Linked DNA regions of Mus musculus: region 2 is linked to region 1. The links are chromatin contacts, called in public HiChIP or PLAC-seq maps. All regions are on one chromosome and are shown on one strand. Each heading gives the region's core, a stretch centred on a gene start, on an enhancer-like site or on the middle of the called end of the contact. The rest is flanking DNA. Distances are from core to core; before and after follow the strand shown.

Region 1 (7,308 bases), core at 3,038-5,537:
TCCTAGAGCATGGCTTTCCGTTGTTCTTCACTGAAACCAGTGTGAATGTTGGGGACTTTGTGATTAAGGGTATAATTCCTTGGCACTTCTTCCAGTGTCCAGCCTGTCCCTCAGCTGGTCTGAGTGGCCTCAGGAGAGCTTGGCAGAAGGCATTCTAGGTAACCTGCCTCTGCTCGCATCACCAGGGAATTAATGAGCTCTACTGTTCCCTCTTCTAGCTGCAAGAGGATATTCTGGTCCCTGCCTTGGTCTCCCCGAAGGCACAGGGTTACTCATGACCAATTTTCTCTTTCAGAACAGTTAATATGGACAACCTGGTACTTCAGCAGGTGCTAGAGAGCAGGAACGAGGTCCTGTGTGTGCTGACGCAGAAGATCATGACCACGCAGAAGTGCGTGATTTCTGAGCATGTGCAGTCGGAGGAGACGTGTGGAGGCATGGTGGGGATCCAGACCAAGACTATACAGGTGCCACACCTCGGCATGGAGAACTTTCCCACGGGCCCCTTTTCAGGTGTCTTCCTCAGTCAGAACTCTTCCTGTATAGAGTTAGGAATGGGACGGACTCACGCTGGCTCTAGTAAACAGGACATCCCTGGATCATATAACTAAACTCTTTGAGGCATCTGGCCTCATCACTGCGGGGCTTGAAGATACTGTGAGCCACCCTCCTTTCCAGACAGCCGAGGTTTCTTCCTCTTGGAGCTGGTGGCTCCAGGCTTTCTTCAGGCTTATTAGAACACAGAGAAAGTGTGCTCCCGGTCTAACTCTCACCAGATCATGTTGGCTGTGTCTATTTCTCAGTTTGTGGCAATGGAACTCTAGTGGCCCAACACTGCCCTTTATGGAAGTAGAGTGCTTCCAAGGAAATTTAGTCAGACACTAGCCAGGCCAGGAACAAGAGAATCTGTCTGTCTGTCTGTCTGTCTGTCTGTCTGTCTGTTGTTTACCATTTCTTCCATATCCAAGCTGATCCTGGGGTGTTCTAAAATGAGAGAAGTAGGTGGCCATCTGCTTAAACCGCTTCCCCTCAGCTGGCCACAGGGCTTGTAATCTTGGTAGCACTGGCTTTTCCTAGAAGACTCAGGAGGGCTGTATGTATTTGACAGTGGGCTGGCTGAGACATGGATGTAAGCGAGGAAAGGGGGACCTGATGCGGGTGACTACAGCTGGCCCTGCTGATACTTCTGCCCATGGTCACCACCTGCGAGTTGGAGCCCAGCTGCTGCTACTCCTTGATTCAAAGCAAATGCTTGGACCAGGGGCAGATGGCTAAGCTGTGTTGTCTGTCTACAGTGTTTGGCCAACAAATAGATCTCCAGCTTCCTGTCCCTGGGGTACTGCAGGAAGGGCTCTTTCCTGCTTGACAGCCCAGCCCTGCCCATCCATCTTCGTCTTGTCTATTTCCCAGAGCCTTTCCTATGGCCTTGCCATGCTGGCTTTGTGCACAGAGCACCATCCATGAGTGTGCGAATGGCTCAGTGAGGGCTTCCCAGGCCGGCTTTAATCCTGTTGGGATTCACTGAGATTTCAAAGTTGTTACTTGAGCCCGGAGAAGGAACTGGAAATGGGTCTTATTTATCTTCTTTGCAGTTGTGCCTCACTTAGCTGTGCTCTGAGTTACACAGCACTTGGTGATGCTGGTGGCAGTCATGTCACACTGCAGAATAACTTACACAGTCCTGGATGTCTGCAGAGATTCGTGGTATACCCGAGGGATGCAGTGAACCCGAGATGCATGAAGCTACTGCCGGCCTAACTCAGCACACAGTTTCCTTCCTTCCTCCCTTCCTTCCTTCCTTCCTTCCTTCCTTCCTTCCTTCCTTCCTCCCTTCCTTCCTTCCTTCCTTCCTTCCTTCCTTCCTTCCTTCCTTCCTTCCTTCCTTCCTTCCTTCTTATAAAAACTATAATCTAAAATGCTCGAAAATGTAATGTTAAAGATCTAGTCTAGTGTATATGAGCCGATGGCATAGTCATTTATAATGATCTGGTATTCCGTGCTGACAGTGACTGTAGATGCACAGGGACCTGTTAGCAGCATCACCACAGACGTGAGCGATGCCTTCTGCCGTGATGGTAGACTGCACATGATGGCATTAGGAGATAGGAACATTTTGGTTCCATTAATCACAGCACTGTGGGACCACAGTGGTGTAATATGGTATGTTGTTGCCAAAGCATAGTTCTGCTATGTAGCTTCCTACCCTCTGCTCTGGCATCTTAGCCATGCCACCCAATACTAGTGCCAGCTGTCTCTCCCTCCTTCCTTAGCTTTGTGGATATTTCCCAGCATTCCTAGGAGGCTGGACATAGAGTGCCTGAGTATACAAGCGTCAACATGCTCTTGCCCATAGGTGTCAGCAACGGAGGATGGGACGGTCACCACGGACACCAATGTAGTGCTGGAGATCCCTGCTGCCACCACCATTGCCTATGGCATCATGGAGCTGTTTGTGAAACAAGATGGCCAGTTTGGTGAGTCCTCATGATGTATGCCCTGGTAGAAAGAGAGAGGACGGGGTAGCGGAGTGTCTAGGATCTGACTCTGGGCAGTAGGAGCCCCTGGGGAGTTGGGTGAGGGGAGCCAGGGGCTTCATTCACCTCCCGCTTCTCAGTGTCACTGAGCATGGGAAGAACATTGGCTCTGCAGCCACCCAGAGCTCCTGTAAAGCTGTTGAGTCCTGGGTAGTTCCTAGTCTCAGCTAGCTTAACCCCACACAGGACCCACCAGGGACTCTCATTCACCGTCCGAGCAGGTATCCTGTGGTGCTTTATATGAAAAATGTCCTCCACAGTCTTGAACATTTGTTCTTCAATTGGTGGTGAGGTTTAAAGGGTGTGGCCATGTTGGATGGATGTCTCTGGAAGTGGGCTGAGAGAGTTTAAAGACTTACTTCACTATCAGCTCCCCCTACTTTATGCTTCCAGTCAAGGATGTGAGCTCTCAGCATCCTGTTCTTGCCATCCTGTCTGCTGCTTCCCCAACATGTTGGCCTTCTAGCCCTCTAGCCCTGTAAGCTCCAACAAGTCCTTTCTTCTGTAAGTTGCCATGGTACTTTATCATGGCAAGAAAAAAGTAACTTTGTGGGGCCTTAACATGGGGAAAATTCAACAGCTTTACAGGAGGTCTGGATGGCTGCAGAGCCAATGCTCCTCCCATCACTCAGAACACAGGGGTGGTGGCTATATTCTCAGTGCAGCTAGTTTGGAGAGAGAGAGAGAGAGAGAGAGAGAGAGAGAGAGAGAGAGAGAGAACAGAGAAAGAGAGGGGGAGAGAGGACAGAGAAAAGACAGACAGAGAGAAGAGAGATAGAGAGAGACAGAGAAGGAGACAGATAGAGGGAGAGGGGACAGAAAGAAAGACAGACAGACAGACAGAGAGAGAGAGAGAGTTAGTTGATGAGGATGACCTCGAACTAACTCCTTATCCCCCTGCCTCTAGCTCTAAATACTGGAATCACAGGCTTACATTCCACACTCAGACACCCTCTATTACTTTCTTCTTTGCCTCCTTCTTTTCCTTCCTCCCTCCCTCCCTCTTCCTTCCCTCCTTTCTTCTCCTTCCTTTCTTCTTCTTCTGTTCTCCCCCTAACACACCTGAAGGTGATCGGATTGTGTCTGTTGTTGGTCAGTGCCACCTGTACAGCTCGGTCCGGGCAGATCCTTCGGGGCCTCTCAGGCAGAGCTGACAGAAGTGTCATTCCGTGACTTTCCCCTGCTTTCTTGAGGCTCAGTTGGTGAACACCAAGAGCACTATACTATGATAGAATAGTCACTGTAATTAACAACCACCAAACTAATTTACCCAGCCAGCACGTCACATAATTGGCATTTGGGGTGGGTGTGGGGGCTCCTACATTTAGGTTATATTAGTTTTAGTTGAGAGTTTTACTCTAAATCTATTTGTGTGTGTGTGTGTGTGTGTGTGTGTGTGTGTGTGTGTGTGTGTGCGCGCGCGCGCGCATGTTATGGCCTGCTTGTGGAGGTCAGAGGACAACCTATAGGAGTCAGGTTTCTTCTTCCACTGTGTGGGTCCTGGGTATCCAACTTACATTGTTAGGCTTGGTGGCAGTCACTTTATCCACTGGGCCACTTTACTGTCCCACACTTGTCGAGCATTCAGTAACTTCACAGACTAAAGTCTACAGGACCCTGGTAACCACAGCCAAGTCTGCTTCCTCCTACCCAGCTGAGACTGTGCGCCCTGTCTGCCCCGCCCCATCCCCACCCACAGAGAACAGAATGGCTGCTCTGCATTCCTTCTGGGAGAGCATCATCCTTTAGAGTTGGTGTGAGCAAGGGAGCATGGTGCTTGCCTTTCTGTGTCTGATTCATGTTCCCCACACACAACATCTCCTGTGTTCGTCCATGTTTCCTACATGATAGGATTTTATTTATTCAGTGGCTAAGTCATATTCCTTTATGGAAATGGGCCATGTTTTCTTGACCTGTTCAACTGTGGTTGAGCTTATTCTGAGTCAGATATCAACATAGCATTGCTGCCACGGCGGGGCTGTCTTGGTTTATTTTGTTGTTATTGGTTTTAGATGATTGTATTTTCTGTGTATGTTTGGCTCGTGTGCACCACCCATGTGCCTGGAATCTGAGGATTGCACAGGAGAGTGCATCGCATCTCCTGCAACTGGAGTTAGGGATAGTTGAGAGCAATCCATTGGGTACTGGGGAACCACACTCAGGTTCTATGGAAGAGCAGCCACTGTTCCTAACTGCTGAGCCAGCTCTCTAGTCCCATCAGCCTTGTCTTGAAGGAGTGAATTCAGACAAGAGATAGACCCATTTGTGCAGATGCTCACTTAACAAAGCAACAGAAAAGCAGAGCAAAGCAAACCCTGCAGGGGTAGGAGCAGGTGTCCCTGGGTGGGAGCCGGTCCAGGGGTGCTGTGGGTGGGCTTTGCACAAGGTTTTTGTTTTTGTTTTTGTTTTTGTTTTTTGTTTTTTGTTTTTTGTTTTTTGTTTTTTGTTTTTGTTTTTTTGAGACAGGGTTTCTCTGTGTAGGCCTGGCTGTCCTGGAATTCACTCTATAGACCAGGCTGGCCTCGAACTCAGAAATCCGCCTGCCTCTGCCTCCCAAGTGCCGGGATTAAAGGCGTGTGCCACCAACGCGCGGCTTGCACAAGGTTTTATGAATATTCTGTAAGTGGTGTATTTCTGAGGTCCCAAATCACAGTGGACCAGAGCTTCCTCTTGAGGTATTTCTTCCCATAATTCCTACAGAAGGGGGGCAGGCTGTCAAAACCATAATGCTAGTGATGTTGTGACCTTGAGGAAGCTGATATAGATGAATGTCCTCTTGCCTCCCTTCGGCTGACATAGGAAGGAAATACTGACCTACTTCAGCTTCAAGGATGTTTATGAACAAAGGACCTTCCAGCTGTGAGGATGGGGTGGGAGACATGGCTACTAAGATGTGGGCACATTCTCCTAGGTGACCTCACAGCTAAGTCCTTCTCTGAGGTGGTCTGGGGTGGTCGCCATCCTGGACTAGATGATGGCTCTTTAGAAGCAGTCTTTTTCTCACTTTATTCTGTTGCAGTTAGACCCAGGATATGCAAAAGGACCTCAGCACCTTGCATGCAGTCCAGGAGGGACAGACAGGGTTGCTTGGTAGGATCCAGCCAGAGCCCGCTAAGACTTGCTCTGTGGTTTCTCTCATAGCCCCCTCCTTTCTCTCCCTGGTCAGTTTGTATCTCATGCTCAGCTATGGTTCTTTTCCGTCTCATTCCCAGGACTCCCATCTCCACCGTTTAATCCTAGCATCCATGTTTAACCCATGGCTGCCTCATCCTAGGACAAGCTTTGCCTTGCAGAAGTGTCCCTAACTTGCTCTCTCATCACCTACCCCACTGTCACTGTCTCCCAAAGTTAATCCTCTGGGAAACACCCTGCCATCCCTGAGCCCTGGGCCCCACTGCCCCTCTTGTCTAGGGTGTCTCCTGGCCCAGAGAAATCCTGCTGTAAGGTGGCTGTTTGAGCTCTTGCTTCAGTCAGGAATCGGTCTCTGGGTCTTCTTTTTTACCATAATGACATTAGCACGTGAAACCCAAAATATTTTACAGGGATTTGAGGGAACGGAAGATAAAAATCTAGGATTTCCTGGTCCACCTCTGAAGGGGTAACACACCCCCAGGGAGAGGTGTCTTTCCTGTGCTCAACAAAAGGTGACTCCTCATCTCAGAAGACAAGGACACAGAGGGACCCCAAAGGCCCTCCTAAGCTTGCTGTAGTGCAGGACAAGTCTGTCAGCCACTCTATGCCTGATCAGACCTAGTGTAAGAGCCCTCAAGTGAGCAGACATGGTGGCATGTGTCTGTAATCCCAGCACGTGTGAGGCTGAGGCAGGAGGATCTGGGGTTAGAGATGAGCCTGGGCTACATAGTAAGACTCTATTAGTTATTTTTCTGTTGCTGTGACAAAGTACTGTGACCAAAGGCAACTCAAGGAAGAGTTCAATTTGGCTTATGGTTTCTGGGAGAGAAGAGTCGGCCATGGAGGGGCAGAGGCACGTCAGCAAGTGGCAGGCATGTGAGCGGGAGCAGGAAGCTGAGATCACACAGGGTGACAGTAGCTCAAAGGCTGTAACTCAGAGCCCTCCCGCAGTGACTTACTTCCTCTAGCAGGACTGTACCTTCCAAAAAATGCCACTAAACTGGCGACTAAACACTCAAAAGCTGAGTCTATGGGAGATATTTCTCATTCAAACCACTAGACTCAGTCTCAAAAACTGATGCAAAGAAGCAAAAGCCCTTTTGTGTGTCTCCTGACACAGTGTGAGGTAGGTAACGATGAGTCTGAGGTGATCAGTGCCTGGCTTGGGCTTTTCTCTCCACTACAGAATTCTGCCTCCTCCAAGGGAAACATGGTGGCTTCGAGCATGAGAGGAAACTAGACTCTGTCTACTTGGACCCCCTGGCCTACAGAGAGTTCGCCTTTCTGGACATGCTGGATGGGGGTCAAGGGATCTCTTCGCAGGACGGGCCCCTACGAGTTGTAAAACAAGGTATTGCCTGTGGTTACGGCCAGATGGAGAAGTGGACTCTCTCCCAAGGGGTGATCCCCTGGGGCCTTCAGGATCCCCTTGGATCTTTGGGTGGGCCCAGTCTTGGGTGTTGTGTTTTAGAGAATCGAGATCCTAGGACTCAAGGTGGGAGGCCAAGGAGTGCAGTGGTCAGGGGCCTGACAGTTTTCTTTCCCCGTTTGGGACCTGTGGTCTGAGAATGGTCAGCAATGAGCAGAGCTAGAGCCCCCAGGATCTGTTATCAGCCTTGATACATTCCAGGCTTCACGGCAT
Region 2 (7,141 bases), core at 2,409-4,908, 36 kb before region 1:
AGTTGTTGTGATTCCCCTAATGGAGAGGAAGAATGTGACTCTTAGTGTTTGCATTCCTCTAAAATTCATATAGTTGAAGACTAATTGGCCATGTGGTAGCATAAGCAGGGAGATGGGGCATGAGAGTGGACCATATCCAAGAGTGGTACTTTCTACCATGTGACAATTTCATGAATTTTCACCATCTCAGAACCAGGAAATATTCTTAACAGGTATGGAATCTGCCAGTCCCTTGATTACAGACTACTATGAAATTAAAAACAAATTTCTGTTGTTTATAAGCCACACAGTCCATAATATATTGTTACAGTAACCTGAAGGGATTAAATTGGCAAAGCTATATTTCAGACCAGACCATTTGCCATCAGCAGCTAAAGGCCTTGGAGGGATTCCAGATAATGTCATATGGAACTGAAAGACTATGAAGCTGCCTGGCCAGAAGTCATAGCCTGCAAAACTGGAAGGTCTAAGAAAATGATGTTTCAAGCTATAAAGTTTGGGAACATCTAGTTATGAAGCCATTGATAATTGGGACATCAGCTTACACTGTGATAGAACAGTAAATACCCAGAGGATAGTAAAGTATTTAGCAAGGTGTGCAACTTGAAACAGTTTATGTGATGAATCTTCTGAGAAGCAAATACTTGTCAACAATAGAAGCATCCCAACTTATCTGTAGTGAGGGTGTTCCCACGCCCCCCTTCCTAATGGAACATACCAATGATGCTCTAAGGTTAGAATCCTATATTTTGTTTTGATTTTTGTACCTGAAATCTTCAAATATTCTACTTAACAATTCAAGAAACACATATGTAATTTAAAAATTAAAATATGGGGCTGGGGAGATGGCTCTGTGATTAAGAGTGTAGCCTACTCTTGCAGAGGGCCAGAGTTCCAGTCCCAGGACCCACATTCTTCTGTATGGTATGCTCTTTGCCCCAGCTAAACTCTTTGCCATTACTTCCCAGGTTGTGTCTCACACCCCTTGGACCCAAAATTGGCTCTGAGGGTTAGATGGGTTTATCTTTCATGTAATACACTCAGAAGCACATCAGGAGATGACAGGACCTGAAGAGTGTCACCTACACATCAGCTGCTGCTGTCTCCCTCTGGCAGTTGGTGAATAGCCACTGCACAGGGTAGAAAGAGTGAAAAGATCTGAAGGAGCCCTTGCTTCAGAAACTCATGGAGTCTCAGTTTCCAGTGATGACCTAGTTAGCCAACTGGAGCCCTCTGGGTGGGGTCTGCTTGAATGATCTGCAATGAAGATGACTCTGCTCAAAAGGTTAATGCCTCAGGTTCCAGGGCAATAAACTCTGATAACAGTTAACTTGACACTTCCTACTTGACTAGGAGGCTAGAACAGAATTCCTGAGTCTGGGTAAGTTATAAAGAACAGATTTTATTTCTTTCAGCTTTGGAGGCTGAGGAGTTCGTGGTCAAGGTGTGTTAGATAACCCTCTTGCTCAGTCATCCCCAGACTGAAGGGAGAAGGGAAGGAACAGCTGGGAAGGAGGGTTGCCAAGCTCCTTTGGTCGGAACCAGTTTCTACGACGACCAACCCACTTCCTTGTCAACAATGTCTCAGAGGGCAGAGCCTTTGTGTAATAGCCCTCTTATCAGTGCCCCTCTCAGCACTGTGATGGACTTGGACTCTGGGGAACAAACCATAGCATCAGCCAAGAAACCGACAAAATAGATCGTAAAACTCTTGACCAGGCTAAAACACTGGTTTTTCTTTTCTGCTGGCCTGGGTCCTGGGGGTATCCAGGCAGCTGGTTGGGTAGGTTTATCCAGAGATGGTTTTCAGCAGAACAGTGCTCCTTTATTGGGGGTAACAAGGGCTGTAGGAACGTTGGGGAGTGGGTAGGGGCTTTCGAGATGGGTGCATATCATTGGCTGGGACTGAGGTACTAGGAATGCCTCATTTGCATGAAGAGGAATTCCAGGAGCTTGCTGGTCATGTCTTTATAGGGAGAGAGGAAGTTAAACCTGTAATTTGACCACCAGGCTACCTCAAGGGTAGTGGAGGTGGGGGTTGTAAGCCCGACGTGTAGCACTGGAACATACAGGCCCTGGGCAAGGAGAAAACAGGAAACTCCTGCTGATCTCAGGATGAGATTCTACAGATTTGGATGCATCTTGACCTCACTCACTCACACGGGCAAAGCAGGGGACCAGACGAACAGCTCTAGCAATTTCTATTTACTCCCTCATCCAATACCCACCTCCTATGCCTTCCTTGTGCACATCAGTTACAAGTGAGGAGCTAGCTGAACAGAACTGGGGCCTTCAGTATAAGCATTGCCTGGACCAGCTTTGAGGATGACCTTAAGCTAACCGGCCAGGTCAAAAGGCGATGGACACCAAAAATCTTCATCCCCTTACATGGCTTAAGTTGCTAGAAAAGAAAGCTTGAACCGGGATAACTTATGAAGTCCACCCCACAATCTCCATCTGCCCCGTCTGAGGAACAAACGCGACAGTTCATTTCTCTAAAAGATTTTTTTTTTATTATATACATGTGTGTGTCAGGGGATAACTGAAGGGTACCCTGTATGAATCAGTTCTTCCACTGTGTGGGCTCTGGGACCCAATCAGATGGTCAGACTTGGCGCCAGGCACCTTTGCATGCTATGCTGGCCATCTCATTTAATCCAAGCATAATTTACTGAGTATCTACTATGCAGTAAGTTTCAAGTTTGGAGCCGGACACTGTCAATAAAGCAGACAAAAGTTACTGTCCTCTGAGACATGAAGATTTAGGGAAGACGTTTGTATTCTACATATAGTAGAGTGGTGGCTGTTGGAGCACAGGAGAATCATAGAGTATGGAAGGAGCTACAGAGGGTAGTAGTGTGGATAGTTAGGAGAGGTTTGACGTGAGGGGACCAAAAGAGACTCCACCCTTTTAGCAGCCTCCCAGGCTCCTCCCCACTGGGGCAGCCACAAAGTGCGGCTACTCTCTGAGTGTGTAAATCCGGGGCTTGGAGGTGGGGGTGCAGAAGGAGAATTCTCTTTTTCTATTTATTGCACGGGAAAGAACATCCTATAAAAATTGACTCAGAGGGTGCAACGTTCTGCTTCAATCCTCTCCCTCAGTTTACCAAGCGCCTGTAGGCTTGATTCTGCCTTCAGAGAGCTTACCTCTCTGATTAAGCTACTCAACACCAAGCTCCAAGCCCCAAACAAGTGCAAGGGTTGCCAAGGCCAAGGTGGGAGTTTCCTGGACACTGCAAAGCCACGCTGACAGCTCACACCCTCTTAGTGCCTGGACAGGCTCTGGAGAACCAGGGGCATAGAGAAGGGGAGGTGGGTGGGATGAGGGAACTGTAGCCAGTAGGCCACAGTCTCGTCCCCATCTTCCTCCTGTGGAGCAGATGGAGAGCCAGAGACTGACCCGGACGGTTGGCAGTTCCGGAAGGAAGACAGGCAGTGTCTGGTTAGAAGTAGTCTCTGGTGCTGCCTGGATCTCCTAGACCAGCTAGCGCCTTTAACTCTGCTGCCAGGTCCCCCAGCTCCCGGGTTCAGCCCCGCCCCCGGCGCCATCCCTTAGCTTGTGGACCGGCTGAGGCATCCAGGGGCAGGACGGAGCAAAGGTCCAGGCCCTCCCTCCTCTTCTCTGTGGGTGTCCGGGAACGCGCGCGTGCGCGTGAAAGAACGGAGCGTGCAGGACGGAGAGGCGGCGCGCGGGTAAGTGGCGGCGGGCGCGAGCTGCGGGTTCCGCTTGGGCTCCTCTTCCCTCCGCCCGCATTGTGTCCTGGCCTGGGGCAAATTGTCGGCTCCCCTTTGCCCCGGAAGATCCCCTTACATCTCCCAGAGGCGGGCGATTGGGGTAGTGATCTCCTTTTTTCTCCCCACCTTCCAGTAGGAGCAGCTGCTCCTTCTTACCCATAGTCTCATTCTCGCCCTGTCTCCATTCCATCCTTGCCCCTTCCACCATGATCACCACCACTCCTGTGGTCCTGGGATGTGGCAAGTGCAGCTGGTGTTCTCTGGCACCCCATCTCACCATGCCTTCACCATATCCCATGCATCCATCCTTTGTCTTCTAATCTCTCTCCTGTGTCGGTGTCAGAAGGATCCAGTGTGTGCATGAGTGCATGTGCAGGAAGATCACAGGCTGGCATGGGTCCTGCCTGACCTGGGGTAACTGACTGAACCTCTTCACTGTGAGGCCTTTTGCCTGGAGTGGCCGTTTGGGGAGGGGTTCTTCCCACTTGCACCCCTCAGGGAAAGACACCAGGCAGCTTCCAGGCTTTGCTGAAGCCTGAACAAAACAGCCAGCCACTCACTGGGAGTCTGAATGGGACTTGGAGAGAGGAGTCAGGGAGGATGCTCCAGGACAGCTGGGCCCAGGTGACAGTCAACCCGTAGGCAGAGTTGGGAGTGGAAGGAAAAGATCTGAGCTGTTGGAGGAACAGAATCTAGATATGCAATAACAATGAATTCTCTTCAACATGCATCACCTAGGAGTGCTTCTTGTAAGAAAGGCTGGACCCCTGATCAGAGAGAGCAGCAACCTAGACTGCCTGCCCACATCCCTGGACTCCAGGATGGCCTGCCTCCTGAGGAAGCTGTATATTGGCCACAGGGTGTTCTTGTTCTTTTTGAACTCTGGAGTCCTTGGAGAGGTCTCCTCTTTATACATAGGAATCTTCTCGTTTCTTTTTGAGATCCAGTCCTGGGAGCCTGGTCTGCCCTTGAACACTCTGATCCTGGGGCTTCTCCCATGGCCAAGTGGTAGGATTACAGGAAAGCTCTGCCAATCCCCATAACTGTGTTTACCTTTGAAAATTAATTAAAACATTTTTTTAAAGATATTATCTGTCTGTGAGGGCCAGCCTGGTCTTGGATTTGTAATTCTCCTGCCTCAACCTCTCTAGCCCTGAGTACCCAGATTACAAGCTGTGCCACCATATCTGTCTCCCTCTGATCGTAACCTCTGTCCCACTCTCCTCTGCTCCTCCTCAAAGCCTTGGCTGCCTGCTTCGGTCTGCCCTGCCAGGCTCAGGCCTATCCTCTGACCACCCTTTGTTCCTTTCACACACTATTGGTGGAAAGATACATTTTCCAAGGCAATGGCTTTGTCTCTACCATAACTGAAATTGGCCTGTCCTGACACACTGTCATTACCAAATGAATCAAATGCATCTAAATTAAAAAAGAAAACATTAACTAGGGGTCAGCAGAGCAGGGTGGTCCGAAGCACCTGCTCTGGAGTCAAGGTGGTCTTTTTGGCTCAGTATGAATTCTGTTGGTGGACATTCAAGGTCCCCAAGTCAAAGCTACTGGGATCTGGACCTGCTGGGTTTTCTTGCTCCTTGCAGCAAGAGGGATGTAGTTTGTCTGTGATTTCAGAGGGAGTTCTTTGCTCTAGACTAGAGGCTGACTTTAAGTGGGGAAAAATTCTGATTGCAACTCTTCACAATTCATTGCTACTCGGAAAGCCTGGCAGAGTTAGGCTGTGGCTGGGGTTGGCCAAGCAGCAGTCAGTCACTAGATAAACTGGGAGGATGGTGGTATTGGCCCCTTCATGGCTTGGAGAGCATTAGTGCTTGATTTCTGGTTGATCACGGTGACAGAGTGGTCTTGTTTTTTGCCGTGGTTTGTGACCACAGGGCCCTTACTTCATGTGGATGTCCTGTGTCCCTGTTCATGTTCAGTAGGGGAATTCGAGTTCAGCTCGAAGCAACACCAGGCTGGCCTCTGATGTGTCTGTTTCTCAAGGTCTTGGGAAAATTACTTAATGTGTTTCAACTTCAGTTTTCACATCTGCAGTATGATGAAAATGTTTGCTTCAGGGAGTTGTTCTGGAGAATAAATGAGGAAATACATAAAGCATCCTGCCCATCACCTGGCAGAGAGCAGGAACCCAGCATGTGTTGGCCCTGCTCTTTATGTGGTGTGTTTGGCGTTTGATGGGCGCTCCCCTAGAATCCGGGGCTGGCTGTGGCAAGGCCAGAGCTCTGAAGAAGAAGTCTATCCTACCTCTGGGAAGCAGAGACAGGAGGTTATGGAGTTCGGGGCAGGCCTCAAACTGTCAATAAAAAAAGAAAAATGAAGAGGAGGAGAAGGAGGAGGAATCTTAAGTAGGAAGGGAGAAAGAATAGGCTGCCTCAAAACTCAGAGTCCAACGTGTCAGTGAGCGGACCAGACCCACCCAAGTGCGAGTGATGGCGGTCTCTCATTCAGTCATCACCCTAGCCTTTCCCTTTAAGATTCCCTGTTCTCAGAAGCCAGCAGCCCCAGGCATTCTCTGCTAACTCTGGGTGCTGCCTTGCTTTCTTCCTTTTCAAGGAGTCTGCCCCTGTCTGTCCTTAACCACATCCACACAGTCTGCTTATGGTGGAGTCTGCTTTGTCTGGGAAGCCAGACAACCAGGCAGGTGAATAAAAGCTTGCTCTGGGCGAGCATGCGGGAGCTGCCCCGACCACGAAGCTCAGCGACTTTTTATATGCCTAGCCCTGAGTCTACTGTCATGTGCTTCCAAGATGGAGAGTTATGGAAGTCTGAGTTTAAAATCTGACTTCTGGCTGGTTGAGATCTATCTGTGTTTCTGTGCACTGGGCAATGTGGGTACTAGATCCTTGTATCTAGATCCTTCTAGAACAGTGGTTCTCCACCTTCCTAATACTGTGACCCGTTAATATAGTTCCTCATGTTGTGGTGAACTCCAACTATAAAATTATTTAATTGCTACCTCATAATTGTAATTTTGCTACCATTATGGATTATAATGTAAATATCTGATATGCAGGATATCTGATATACAGCCCTCAAAGGGGTCAGGACCCACAGGTTGCGAACTCCTGTTCTAGTGTCTTTGCTCGTGTTCTGGGCATGCTAGGTCGTTGTTGACTGGTCAGTAACCTGAGGTGATTGAGATGATGGTGGTAATGTGGTGCCTCCTAATGGCACAAGGTAAACTTGATTGTGTTAAATTTCTAGCCTGTATTTTGGCTGATCCCTCTGTTTATAGCAAAAGTTTCCAGGCTAGGTATGATGACACATATCTGTAATTTCAACATTTGTGAGGCCAAGACAGGAGGATGGTGAATTTGATGCCAGTCGGAACACATGGACCCCCCTGCCTCAAAACCATTAAGAATAAAAACAAAACTTCCTTGGCTAGGTGTGG

The links. HiChIP or PLAC-seq counts read pairs in DNA pulled down with a chosen protein or histone mark.
Region 2: an HNF4G HiChIP or PLAC-seq map of pancreatic cancer cells shows a contact between it and region 1. The contact joins the promoter of Gsdme here to the enhancer-like site in region 1. A contact is called at or near these places in 1 of 39 promoter capture datasets (neutrophils), 1 of 15 datasets of contacts at CTCF or cohesin (the NIH/3T3 cell line), 3 of 484 Hi-C or Micro-C datasets (the C2C12 cell line, bone marrow-derived macrophages and morula), 6 of 115 datasets of contacts at active chromatin or transcription factors (the HPC-7 cell line, bone marrow-derived macrophages, double positive thymocytes and 2 more) and 3 of 9 other capture datasets (adipose tissue, liver and pancreatic islet).

The regions. Positions count from the first base shown.
Region 1 is chr6:50,222,445-50,229,752 of GRCm38.p6, reverse strand. It overlaps Gsdme (gasdermin E), which reads left to right. Exons shown (of 10, transcript NM_018769.4): 4 at 296-467; 5 at 2,354-2,474; 6 at 6,853-7,017. Among named protein-coding and RNA genes, the nearest start is that of Gsdme, 36 kb to the left of the region's middle. Within about 2 kb of position 4,287, at least 22 of the 459 cell types and tissues checked have an H3K27ac peak or open chromatin away from gene starts, as enhancers often do. A contact at or near this core is called in the C2C12 cell line, the NIH/3T3 cell line and pancreatic cancer cells, where this site is marked.
Region 2 is chr6:50,258,286-50,265,426 of GRCm38.p6, reverse strand. Gsdme (gasdermin E) reads left to right here and starts at 3,658. Exons shown (of 10, transcript NM_018769.4): 1 at 3,658-3,693.